Linked DNA regions of Zea mays: regions 2, 3 and 4 are each linked to region 1. The links are chromatin contacts, called in public Hi-C maps. All regions are on one chromosome and are shown on one strand. The core of a region is the stretch at or near the end of the contact, and the rest is flanking DNA. Distances in the headings are between cores, read along the strand shown.

Evidence for each region. Hi-C and Micro-C count contacts between places; a contact is called where the count stands out from the background.
Region 2: a contact with region 1 is called in a Hi-C map of leaf, with 3 times the contacts expected there. The contact joins the promoter of LOC100192800 here to the promoter of LOC732788 in region 1. A contact is called at or near these places in 3 of 25 Hi-C or Micro-C datasets (bundle sheath, endosperm and leaf).
Region 3: a contact with region 1 is called in a Hi-C map of tassel, with 2.6 times the contacts expected there. The contact joins the promoter of LOC778431 here to the promoter of LOC732788 in region 1. A contact is called at or near these places in 2 of 25 Hi-C or Micro-C datasets (endosperm and tassel).
Region 4: a Hi-C map of endosperm shows a contact between it and region 1, with 2.3 times the contacts expected there. The contact joins the promoter of LOC100277784 here to the promoter of LOC732788 in region 1. A contact is called at or near these places in 4 of 25 Hi-C or Micro-C datasets (bundle sheath, ear, endosperm and 1 more).

The regions. Positions count from the first base shown.
Region 1 is chr8:96,773,770-96,776,469 of Zm-B73-REFERENCE-NAM-5.0, forward strand. It overlaps LOC732788 (DRE-binding protein 1c), which reads left to right and starts at 1,429. Exons shown (of 3, transcript NM_001305945.1): 1 at 1,429-1,642; 2 at 2,551-2,603.
Region 2 is chr8:97,382,559-97,385,258 of Zm-B73-REFERENCE-NAM-5.0, forward strand. LOC100192800 reads right to left here and starts at 1,341. Exons shown (of 8, transcript NM_001358559.1): 1 at 1,041-1,341. The coding sequence starts at 1,198.
Region 3 is chr8:97,447,486-97,450,185 of Zm-B73-REFERENCE-NAM-5.0, forward strand. LOC778431 (proline responding1) reads left to right here and starts at 1,380. Exons shown (of 20, transcript NM_001319696.1): 1 at 1,380-1,616; 2 at 2,332-2,406; 3 at 2,481-2,687. The coding sequence starts at 1,557.
Region 4 is chr8:97,305,743-97,308,442 of Zm-B73-REFERENCE-NAM-5.0, forward strand. LOC100277784 reads left to right here and starts at 1,439. Exons shown (of 1, transcript NM_001151265.2): 1 at 1,439-2,139. The coding sequence starts at 1,493. The coding sequence ends at 1,783.

The DNA of each region.
Region 1 (2,700 bases), core at 179-2,678:
AGCCGAAAAGATGCACCACCGCTGATTGTCCAAAACATTTGAAGGGACACGTTAACATTTCACAACGAAACTAATCCCCAACATCGACAAAATTAGGACATGTACAACTTTATTTAATATTAGGTCTGAGAAGTCTAAGAGGTTAATTAGAAAAAAATATAAGAGATAGTTGTGTCACGATGTCTCTTATATACCTGGAAAATCGATCCAAAGTCTTAATTGCTCATATACTTTGAATTTAATAGAAACAAATTAGATCTAACATTACATTTTAACAACATTTTAATTATAATTTTGTAAAACATCAAAATTGACTCACGTTAATTAACAACAACCGTGCAAACTTTTTACTATCAATTAACTACCACCCTAATTTTTTTAATTGTGCCAACAAATGACGCTGATCATGTCGCTGTTCACCAACGCATGGAAAGGATCTTCTGTTGTTCATCAATATTCAAATTTATTTTAAATCTAGATTATGACTATACTTATATTGTTTACCAAAAAAATATATTTATCCTTATATTATTTGATCAGTTAAAGTTATAGCATACTGCAACTCATATTTGGGCTTCATCAGCTCTAGGTACCAACCAAATACATATTTTTCCCACTTATATCTGACTTGAAAAAAAAACACAAACTTTTCGAATAACTTTCATGCAACGGTTTTGGTCAGGCAAAATGTTCACGTCTCCAACCAAACCAGCGCACGAGAGTCTGAGACTGTCTCCAGCAACGTCCTCTATATTCATCCTCTATATCCGTCCTTTACAGTCTCCTCTAAAAGATTTCACCCTCTATATCTCCTTCCTCTCCAACAACGTCCTCTAAATCACATCCTCTATACTCAAATATCTATATTAGAAACATTTTTTATTTTTATTTTTTGTACCTACGTATTTGTCATACTCTCAAATGTATTATACATATTTTAGTTTTGCTAAACCGGTTATTTAAAGTATTAAAATGGATAGAAGATCGTTTAGAGGAACTCTATATATAGAGAATCCAGCAGCGTCCTCTAAATTTAGAGAACTGTTTAGAGGACGCTACTAGAGACGTAGAATACCATTCGATCCTCTATATTTAGGGTACAGAACCCTTTAGGGTCCCTTGTTGGAGCTAGTATCAAGCGACTGGCCTCAAGCCCTCAACCGAGTTTGCTTCGGCGCCAAGTCTCCAGATCCTTCCACGCAAAGCGAAAGCCGCACCTCCGATCCAGCGCACGCCTTACGTCAGCTCGCTCTCACTTCAATACACCACGTCCACGTGAGCCTGTTCTGTTCCACTGACACACGGAACCCACGCGACCGAACCCGTGACCGGCCGCGAGAATCCAAAGATATTTTTTCCACGGAAAATGGGGACCACGGAACGCGTCGAGACCGGCTTATAAATAGCCGGCGGACCGCCTCACAACGGGCTTTTGGATTCTGGTTTCTCTCGTCTTTCTCCTCCCTCTCCTGACTTTTCTTCTAGACATCTCGCGGGTCTTATCGACTCCAACAAGAACACACTACACACCAGCCAGCGAGATAGCGAACGCTAGGAACCCAGTGGCCATCTTTGGAGCGGCCATGACGCTGGATCAGAACCATGCCATGCCGATGCAGCCCCCGGCCCTGCAGCCCGGAAGGTGAGATCAGCCTTCCAGATACTTCTTTCGATTTACTTGTATGCTAGAGGATTAGCCGACTAGGGTTTGAGGATGTTGGGATTTTAACTCTCGAGCCACTCAATTTGACTGCCCATGTTCGTCTGGCGGGGAACGGGTATCTGTGGAATTTTTTTTTGGGGCTCATAGGTTGGTAAATTTTCGAGGGGTACTGGTCGGTTCACTTGTCGAGATTTTTAATTAGGGTTCTGGGAAATTATATCCGTAAGATGCCCCTTGGTGAGGGTTGTGGGATTTCCTTGTCGGATTGTGCCATTGTGCCCTAGCAATTCCGGAATTAGGGTTTCTGGTGGTGGTCCGTGTAATTTGGGCCCATAGGATGGTGGTTGAGGTATTTTTCGTTGGTGTGGAATTGGGGTAAAGGGCTTTAAATGGGGATCGTTGTCCTGTTTGTCATTCTAATTTGACTGCAGTGGATGATTGCTAGTTCCTGTATGGTTGAGCATAGTATGGCGCCCTTAAAATAGGGGGAAGCTCATGCTGTTGCTTGTTTGTCATGTTGAAAGCTGGAATCGTATGTTTAATCTACTAGAAACTTTATTCTGGGTATCAACTGCTGTAAGATGTGGTTTTAGAAGCCTATCTTGGGTATTTATAGCGGTGTAGATATAGGCTTAAGCTTCAGAGCTGTGAGTATTGTTCATATTATTTGATCTTCAGGTTATGAGTATTGTTTGCATCGTACTGAGTGGCAGTACAGTGTGCATCATCTCCACAGAAACGTGTATACTTGGAAGCTTGTAGAGCGTGCCTAACTTGCTGCTAACTTTGTTTCTGTATGTTGTCAAATTCTATTGTTGTTAGTTTTCCTTAATCCACTATCTGATACGTACTATGTCTATTTGTCTTGTCTTATCGGTAATCTATAGAGCATATGGAGCAGAGGGCAGTGCTGTGGTGCATGGTTCCATCAGAACAGTAGGTATGACTGCTTTGATCACCTCTTGTGAAAAGGAAATATTGACTGATATGAGTCCACACTAGGCCTGGCCCTATAAAACACAATCACACAAATAACA
Region 2 (2,700 bases), core at 91-2,590, 610 kb after region 1:
GGTTCTTAAAGCATAAGGCAAGACAAGGCGTTGGACCGCCGCCTGGATGCCTAGCCGACGCCTAGGCGAGCAAGGCGCTAGGCGCCTAGGATTTTTGGGCGCCTAGACGCCTAGGCGACGCCTTAAAACATTGATACCGAGTTACTGACACTTTTGTGCATAATTTATATGCACATACACAAATTTCTTGCCCCAAGAGTAAGCCACTCAACATATGTAAATATCTGGAAGAATTAAGCTTATTCCAACATATCCTAGGGCCTGTTTGGGACAACTTTTCTGATAATCTGAATTCCTAGATAATCTAGACGTCCCAAGAATCCGGATATCCCGGGACATAGGTGTGGAGGAAGATAAAGGGGTTTGTACAGTTTAGGGTTTAGGAAGCGGCAGATTCCTCCTGTCGACTCGGTTTATTTTGCATTCACGTTGATTTGGGCGATTTTCAAAGAATCGGTTCTCACATAAGCGGGCTGAGAAGCGACGCGTTTGGCTGCCAGAAGCCGAAACAAACAGGGCCCTAATCTAGCATATGTAAGCCAGTAGACAATCTGAGGCTGCAGAATTCTATACAGATGGCTACTGAGTACTCAGTCTGATGATCCGTATCATGAAACTACCAATTCATCAATCAAAATTTTAAAAACGGCTAACCCACAGCCAGACCGTGTCCTCCTGTGCAACTCATTTAACCACGACCTGACTTTCTGGGACTAAATATAATGCTTACACTTATGAGCAGCGTACATTTTCTTAGGCTTGACATTATATGCCAGTATGTGAACCATGAGAATGAAACAAGGGCTGAAATATGCGCCTGATCCAGCAGAATCGACACTAGATGCCCACAAATCCAAATCGAAGTGGCCAATCCATGGATCGATGACAGAAAATCATACCGAAACCCTTCAAATTGAATACAGTAAGCGAGTCCTGGGCAGATCGTGGATTAGCACGAGACGGGGACAGTGAAAGGTACAGTAGGCAATTAGGCACTTGAGTCGGTGAGGGGGTCAAGGGAGAGAGGAGGCGGATCGTACTAGTAGAGGTTGCACTTGAGGCGGCTGGTCCACTTGGAGTAGGAGCGTGGGACGGTGAAGCGGGAGAAGAACTCCGGGACAGGCCGCGGCGGCATGGACCAGTCCACCTCCCGCAGCGCGTCCACCAAGTCCTCCGCCGTCACCGCGCTCCAGTCCATCTCCGGCGATCCCCGGCCCTGCGGAACCCTAGGGAGCGTGCGACGGCGCGGGCGTGGTGGTGGAAGGACGGTCGGCGGCGCGTCTGGACGGCTGGGTTGCGTCGGTCAGACGGGCGGTGCCGGTGTGGTCCGGTCGCGCTGGTGCGCGAGGGCGTGGCTTCCTTGGGGGATGGGGAATTTTGCGTGTGCCGCGGCCCCGCGTTCCTTGCCTTACTACCTCTGCGCGGCGCCTGATTGCTTGGGTTGGAGGGTGGCGTGCGCGTGGTGGCGTACGCGTACTGGAGTGGGCCGCCGCCGCTAGGCCGGGTCGGTTTTAGTGGGCCGATCGCGTTTCCGGCCATTTGCCGGGTCGACCTAGTGGGCTGTGTGACCTTTGGGCTTCTGTACAATGATGAGCTTTTGAAGCTACTATTATGCTGAAACTTCTCTGTTAGTATTTTTTATGAGAAGATGTGCTGGACTTTTGGTACAGTGGGGCTGGCTGGCTGGCTGCAACCCGACCCGAGCCATGACGTTTTTTGGCGTTTGCTTCTTCGCGAGACATTTGTGACGGGCTCCTGTCCCGTTCGCTAGCCTTATACGTACTCCTGTTAACAGTGGACGGTCAACTGTGTGCCGGAAGGCTTGAACCAACGCGGGATGAATTTATGATGGTGATGCACATTTGCGCGCACGGTGCAGATATCCTGTGGCATCAGAGTCAGCGAAGTTTTCTACTAGCTAGCTACAGACTTTGGGAGAACGTTGAACGGCCTTTCTTCCGTCTGACTCTCTGGTCTGTGTGGTCTCGGGCTCTACTATGCACTGAACCGGAGACCCCTGAGGCCCTGATGGTGATGGGACAGTAATCGCCAGCTGGCCGCGCATCCCGCTGCTGCGGCCAAGTGTTCCAGTGCGACGAAACTCCTGTGAGCTGTCTGTCGCGTCGCGCCGCGCCGCGCCGCGCCGTGGTGAGCAGATCAGAGCTGCGCCAAAATGCCGCGGCGCGGCCCGCGTGGATTCCCTGGCTTTTGGCGCTGTCACCTTCTGGCTGTGAGCGCAGATTCCACCTACCACCATCAGACAGATCAGGCTGTCAAAGACGTTTGTCGCGTGCGCCACATCTTTCTTTACACGGAGGCAGAGCAATGCAAAAAAAAACCAGTGCGATAGATAGATCCATCGTGCTCGGGCTCGATCACACATTTGTTGACCGCTCGTGCGTGCCACCTGCACAGTATCGCGAATCGCGATAACGTATACTAGTATATACCAGTGCCCGATCCCTCGCTGTCCGTCCATGTCCCTGTAACACGCACGCACAGGCACAGCGTCGCGTTTAGAATTTGGAGTCACTCGCCCGTTTGCTGAACACACCAGAAACCTGCATGCGTTTTATATGCGTTTTTCATCTTTATGTACGAGAGGTTAAAAAGTTTTTCTCTCTCTATAAAATATCCTGGATTTCTGGGCTGACGCGGTGGTCTCAGGCCACGCATGCCTGTGATCTCATCCGTGCCGCA
Region 3 (2,700 bases), core at 130-2,629, 670 kb after region 1:
AGGGAGTGACACCTGTGGGAACACTAGAAACTAGTGCTTTTATATAGAAGAGACTAATCATATGCCTATGCACGACTACAGTCATATGCCGGTGTATTACTACTGTTTCTATATATCACATGGATAGACTTTCTTTTAATAAAACACAAAATGTGTGTTTATGTTTGTTAGTTGGGTGTGAATGCGTGAACCAGTGCTTTTATATAGTAGATGAAGAAGAGGATAGAAGGTGTTAAAAGTCCCTATATTTTTTAGTGAATGATTTGTTTGTTTCTATTTGTTGCTAGTTTTTATTAAGGTAAAGCCGAAACAAACAATCTAGTAGTCAAGCTCGCTTAAGAAACTAATATTTACTATATAAAGCATCAATTTTCGTCGAGCGTCAACACTTTTAAAAAGCTTTATATTTCTTTGTAATCAATCCACCTCGCTTAATTTAACTAATCATCCTCTAATCTCGTTTGTTCGTCCTGATCGACGACTAGAAGGATCGTTACAGATGAGATCTCTTCCATTTACGTTCGACAATCCTATAGCAACAAGAATGTGTGTCATCGCAATGCACTGACATTATAAAATCAGGATTCGAGAAGTTTTTGTGGCCTTTGGTATGCTAGCAAACTAAAAGTCCGTATTATATAAAACAATAACAAAAAAGCAATAACCACAAACCAAGTCTTATAAAAAAATCAGCTTTTAAATTAAAAGAGTAAAAATTATTCAAAACAGACTAAATTTACCGATACTTTTATTTCCAACATTTTGTTTTAAGTTTTTACCAAGGAGTGTTTGAAAGTAATAGAGCTAATAATTAGTTGTTAAAAAATTAAGAGGATGTTTGAATGCAATAGAACTAATAGTTAGTTGGCTAAAAATTGCTAGTATAATTAACTAGATAATAAATTGATAACTAACTATTAACTAATTTACTAAAAATAACTAATAGTTGAACTATTAGTTAGGGTGTTTAGATGTCTCCAACTAATTTTAGACACTAACTATTATCTCTAGTGCATTCAAATACCTTCCAATAGTGAAATTAGCTAGATAATAAATAGCTAGCTAAGTAGCTAACTAGTAGCTAATTACTAAAAATAATTAATAGCTGAATTAGATATGATGTTTGAATATATTTAGCTAATTTTACCCTCTAGCGTATTCACCCCTAAAATAGTTTGCCTCCTCGTACACCTAATACGCGCGCCCAAGATTCATCGCAGATCCGATGGATCCGGTTGCTCCCCCGAGGCCCCGATTATCGTCATCCGTTGATTTCTCACCCGAGGTCCCGAACAGATAAACTCAACTCGACTGCCGCCGCCGCAGGCACACGGGATCCTGACTGAGGTAGGTTGTTGCCATTTTTGTTCCCTCACCCAGTCCGTCTCACCACTTCAAAAACCCTCTCCTCTCTCATCCGCCTTCCTGGCGATTGCGGCGACGAGGTGACGATAGAGCTGCCCCCGCAAGGAAAACGGACAAGAGAGGCGGAGGCTGATAGGGAGAGGAGACGGAGGACCAAGAGCGGCGTCGATCTAAAAGCGTTGGCGGCGGCCATGGCCACCGCGGACCGGACCCGGACTTTCATGAAGGACGTCAAACGCGTCATCATCAAGGTGATTGAATCGTACGATTGGCGTGTTGTTTTAGATCCAAACCGCGATTTGTTTGGTGCTATTTGCATTGTGTTGTTCATATTATGCTGTGTTTTCTAATCGTGTTTTTGTATGGCGTGAATAATTCTTGAATAACCTTGTTCGATTTTGGGTTCTCTTCGTCGAGCCTCTTCGTCTGAGTAAGTTGTGAGGTAGCAGGGTTTTGTTTGGGTTTTATATTTTGCTTCTACCCTTATAGTCGAGTTGACGGGTTGGTGGTGTAAGTTCATACGTTGACTCCAATGTTTGAATTCGGATGTCCTAATCTTAGTTTGCTATATGATTTCTATCAGATGGGAAATGCGCATAGAAGGCAGAAGCCATCTTGTCTGAATTCTGATGTGTTCTTCTTTCGCATGCGAATCAACTCGTTCGAATTCCCTTATTGTTTGTTCTCTGTTCTTTTTACCTGGGTTAGTTTATCTATGAATTTGTACGGGCAAAGGGAAAGAGAAGTAATGCTCCCCGGGACGCGGGGGGGGGGGGGGGGGGGGGGGTAGTTTTGCGGGGTGGGAGGGGAAACTTGTGCTGAGCTTGACAACACCAGTGTGCTATCCCACCCCACCACCATACGTTTGGCAAGTTCTGAGAGTTACACATCTGTCAGGACTCAGGAATTAATTTGGATCTCCTTTTGATTTTGATTACAGCTGATTCTTACCTTTTTTCGTGACAGGTGGGCACTGCAGTCGTCACGAGGGGTGATGATGGGCGACTGGCTGTGGGCCGGTTGGGGTGTCTTTGTGAGCAGGTATCAATCCTAATTAAAACTTTCATAATGTTATATCAACTAGTGTAAGTCTGGGAAGATTCTTGGCAATGCAGGTAAAAGAGCTGAATGTCTTAGGATACGAGGTGATCCTTGTGACCTCAGGTGCTGTTGGTGTGGGGAAGCAGAGGCTCAAGTACAGGAAGCTTGTCAATAGCAGCTTTGCTGATCTGCAAAAGCCACAGATGGAGCTGGATGGAAAGGCTTGCGCTGCTGTTGGTCAGAGTGGCCTCATGGCTCTTTATGATATGCTATTTACCCAAGTGTGTTTGTGAA
Region 4 (2,700 bases), core at 189-2,688, 530 kb after region 1:
ATAGGTATGTTATATGTTATTTTGGTGAATACATGTCGTGTAGATTAATTAATATTTACTGTGCAATGTGAATTGAGCAAACTACAAATAAATCTTGTCAAAATTTTTCGTTTTTTTCTATAAAAACAGCAAAAACCGGTTAGTTTCGCGATTAACCGGCGGTTTAGAGCGGTTTTTCACCGGTTTTTCACCGGTAAACCGGTTCAAATTCAAATTGATTTGAATTGGTCAAACCGGTCGGTTTTTACCGGTTTACTGTTGGTAAACCGTTACCGGTGGGGGATGGACGGTTTTTATCTTAGAACGGTTTTGTAAACCGTGATGGGAACTCTATGGTAACAAGGATGGGGCATCCACATCTCTAGTGCCATTACCTGTCCAGCTGTGGAGGTGCTGGCTGACTGACTCTAGGCCCTGCTGCCTAATAACTGGAGCCTACTGTACGTGAGCACTCACAGGCTGCCACTGACTGACACTACTACACCTATGTTGTTGGACTGGAGGACATATATACACCTATCTTTCGATCCCAAACTGAACCCTTTTTAGTTGAGACTCGCACATCAGTGCCAAACTGCCTATCCAAACTATATGTCTGTTAAACAATACCATGACCTGCATCTGACCAGGCATAATAGTATAAATAAACAGCACTCCGACGACCAGCAGACTGCCATCAGATGACCTGGCCGGTGTGAACTGCTGCCTGCCCGCCAGGCATCTCCCATCGTGTCCCGCATGATCAGATAAAAAAAACGGAACCGTCAATCTCGAAGCCACGCTCGAGTTACTACAGCAGCCACACGAGCTGCAGTATAATCCTTTTCTCTAATCATCTCTGGTACGCCTGAATGAGTGAGTGAGTGCTCGACAAGTCGTCGCGTACGTCTGGATGGACAGAGTCGGCTGGACTGACGCGAGAAGGACCGGGATCTTCCGTGCTGGCGCTGGGATTTCCAACGGATTACGCCACCGGGAAGGCCTAAAGAATTCCGGTGGCGGTGGGGATAACCAATCATTGTCGGCTCGGCGAATTCCGGCATTTGGGGTTCCCTTTCTTTTGCAGCAGGTAGGTGAGCCGTATGCTTCCGAGAGTTGAATTTCAGAAAAAAAGACATCCCTGCACTGAAACTCCACCGCGCGTCGCTGTCCACTTGTAAAACTCGCCTTCTACGACTGAGCGTCCCTTGCGTTCAAGTCTCCTCCCTGGATGGACCTAGCTGGAACCCTACAACAACGAGCCAGGCACCACAACTAAGAACAGTTACAAGAATTCTAACATCCCATTAGCACCATCTTAATTATCAGGACATATATTATTAGATAGTACAGTTAGAAACCAAACCACTCCATTTGGTCTCCATCTCTATCCATTCCCCAAGTGTCCAAGTCATGCATCTCTGTCTCCCCTTTTAAAGCCCACCACCTCTCTCCCTCCATCGTCTTCCCGTCTCCCAATCCCAGCTGCGCGCGCCCGTGGACTTGTCCTGCCATGGAAGGCCTCATCCCGTTCATCTACAGGGCCGTCGTGCGGTACAGGAAGGAGGAAGGGCGGGTCTCCCTCGGCGACCTCTTCTTCGACGAGCCCTCCTCGCCGACGTCCTACTTCCGTCTCCCGGGCGGCGCCGACTCCGCCCGGTACCAGCAGGTGACGTCGAGCGACCTGTTGACATCCCAGACGACTACGTCGACGGCCAGCTCCGGTGCAGCCGGCGTGGCGCGACGACGCTCTCCGATGAGGTGCCCGTCGCACCGCCGGCGCCCGGTCTCCCCGGACCCGTGACTCGATCGTGAAGTGAAGCTAGCCGCCCGTGAGGCAAAAAAAGAAAAGCAAGCGAAGGTTTGTTTGCTCATGGCCTCACGTAGCAGATGGAGCGTGTGGTATACGTAGTATGAGGATGATGCTGAGTAATTGTGAATATTAGCCTCTAAGTAGCTGCGTGTAAGTGTACATAAATTCTTCATCTTTTTTTACTGTGGTCATCTGTAATGTAATGTAATGGATGGATGGGTGCAGGAGGTACTCCAAAAGGAGAGGCTTTGTGCCTTGGAGTGAAAACTGTGTGTAATTCGTTGGAATAAATATGCCAGGCAAACGATGAAACGCATGGATTTTAATTCAGAAATCCATGCTTTTTTCAAAACGGTGGTACGTGCATTTACAATTTCATGATCCCTTTTCAAAAGCGGTTCTACATGATAAACTAGAATCTACAGTGCCTCAATTTATTTGGACGCAGCTCCTAGCCCATCCATTTTGTTTTTCTCGAGCCGTCCGATCTCGGCGATTAACAGGACAGAGAAACAAGGCATACCATCTCAATCGCGGCGGCCTTGATGTGAAATTGGCCAGCTTGTTTCGTTTTGTCAACAGCACGTGCCCATTTGTCTAGTTGAGCTCGATTGCTCGAGTAAAAGAAATGCATCACACAACATAAAAGTCATCTCTATCAAAAAAAAAAACTAACAGCTTGCTTGGTTTGAGGAACGGGCAGTCTATCATTGTTTGATTTGTGGAATAGAACTAGTAATAATATGATTATTGTTTGATTTGTGAAATAGAATTAGTAATAATATATGAGGATGAACTCATGAGTCATGATACACCATCTCATTTAAAATGAATTGTTTTTTCAAACCAAATACTCCCTGAAAGTCCAAGGTCTTGCTTCGGATTGTTTACATAGACCTGCTTGATTT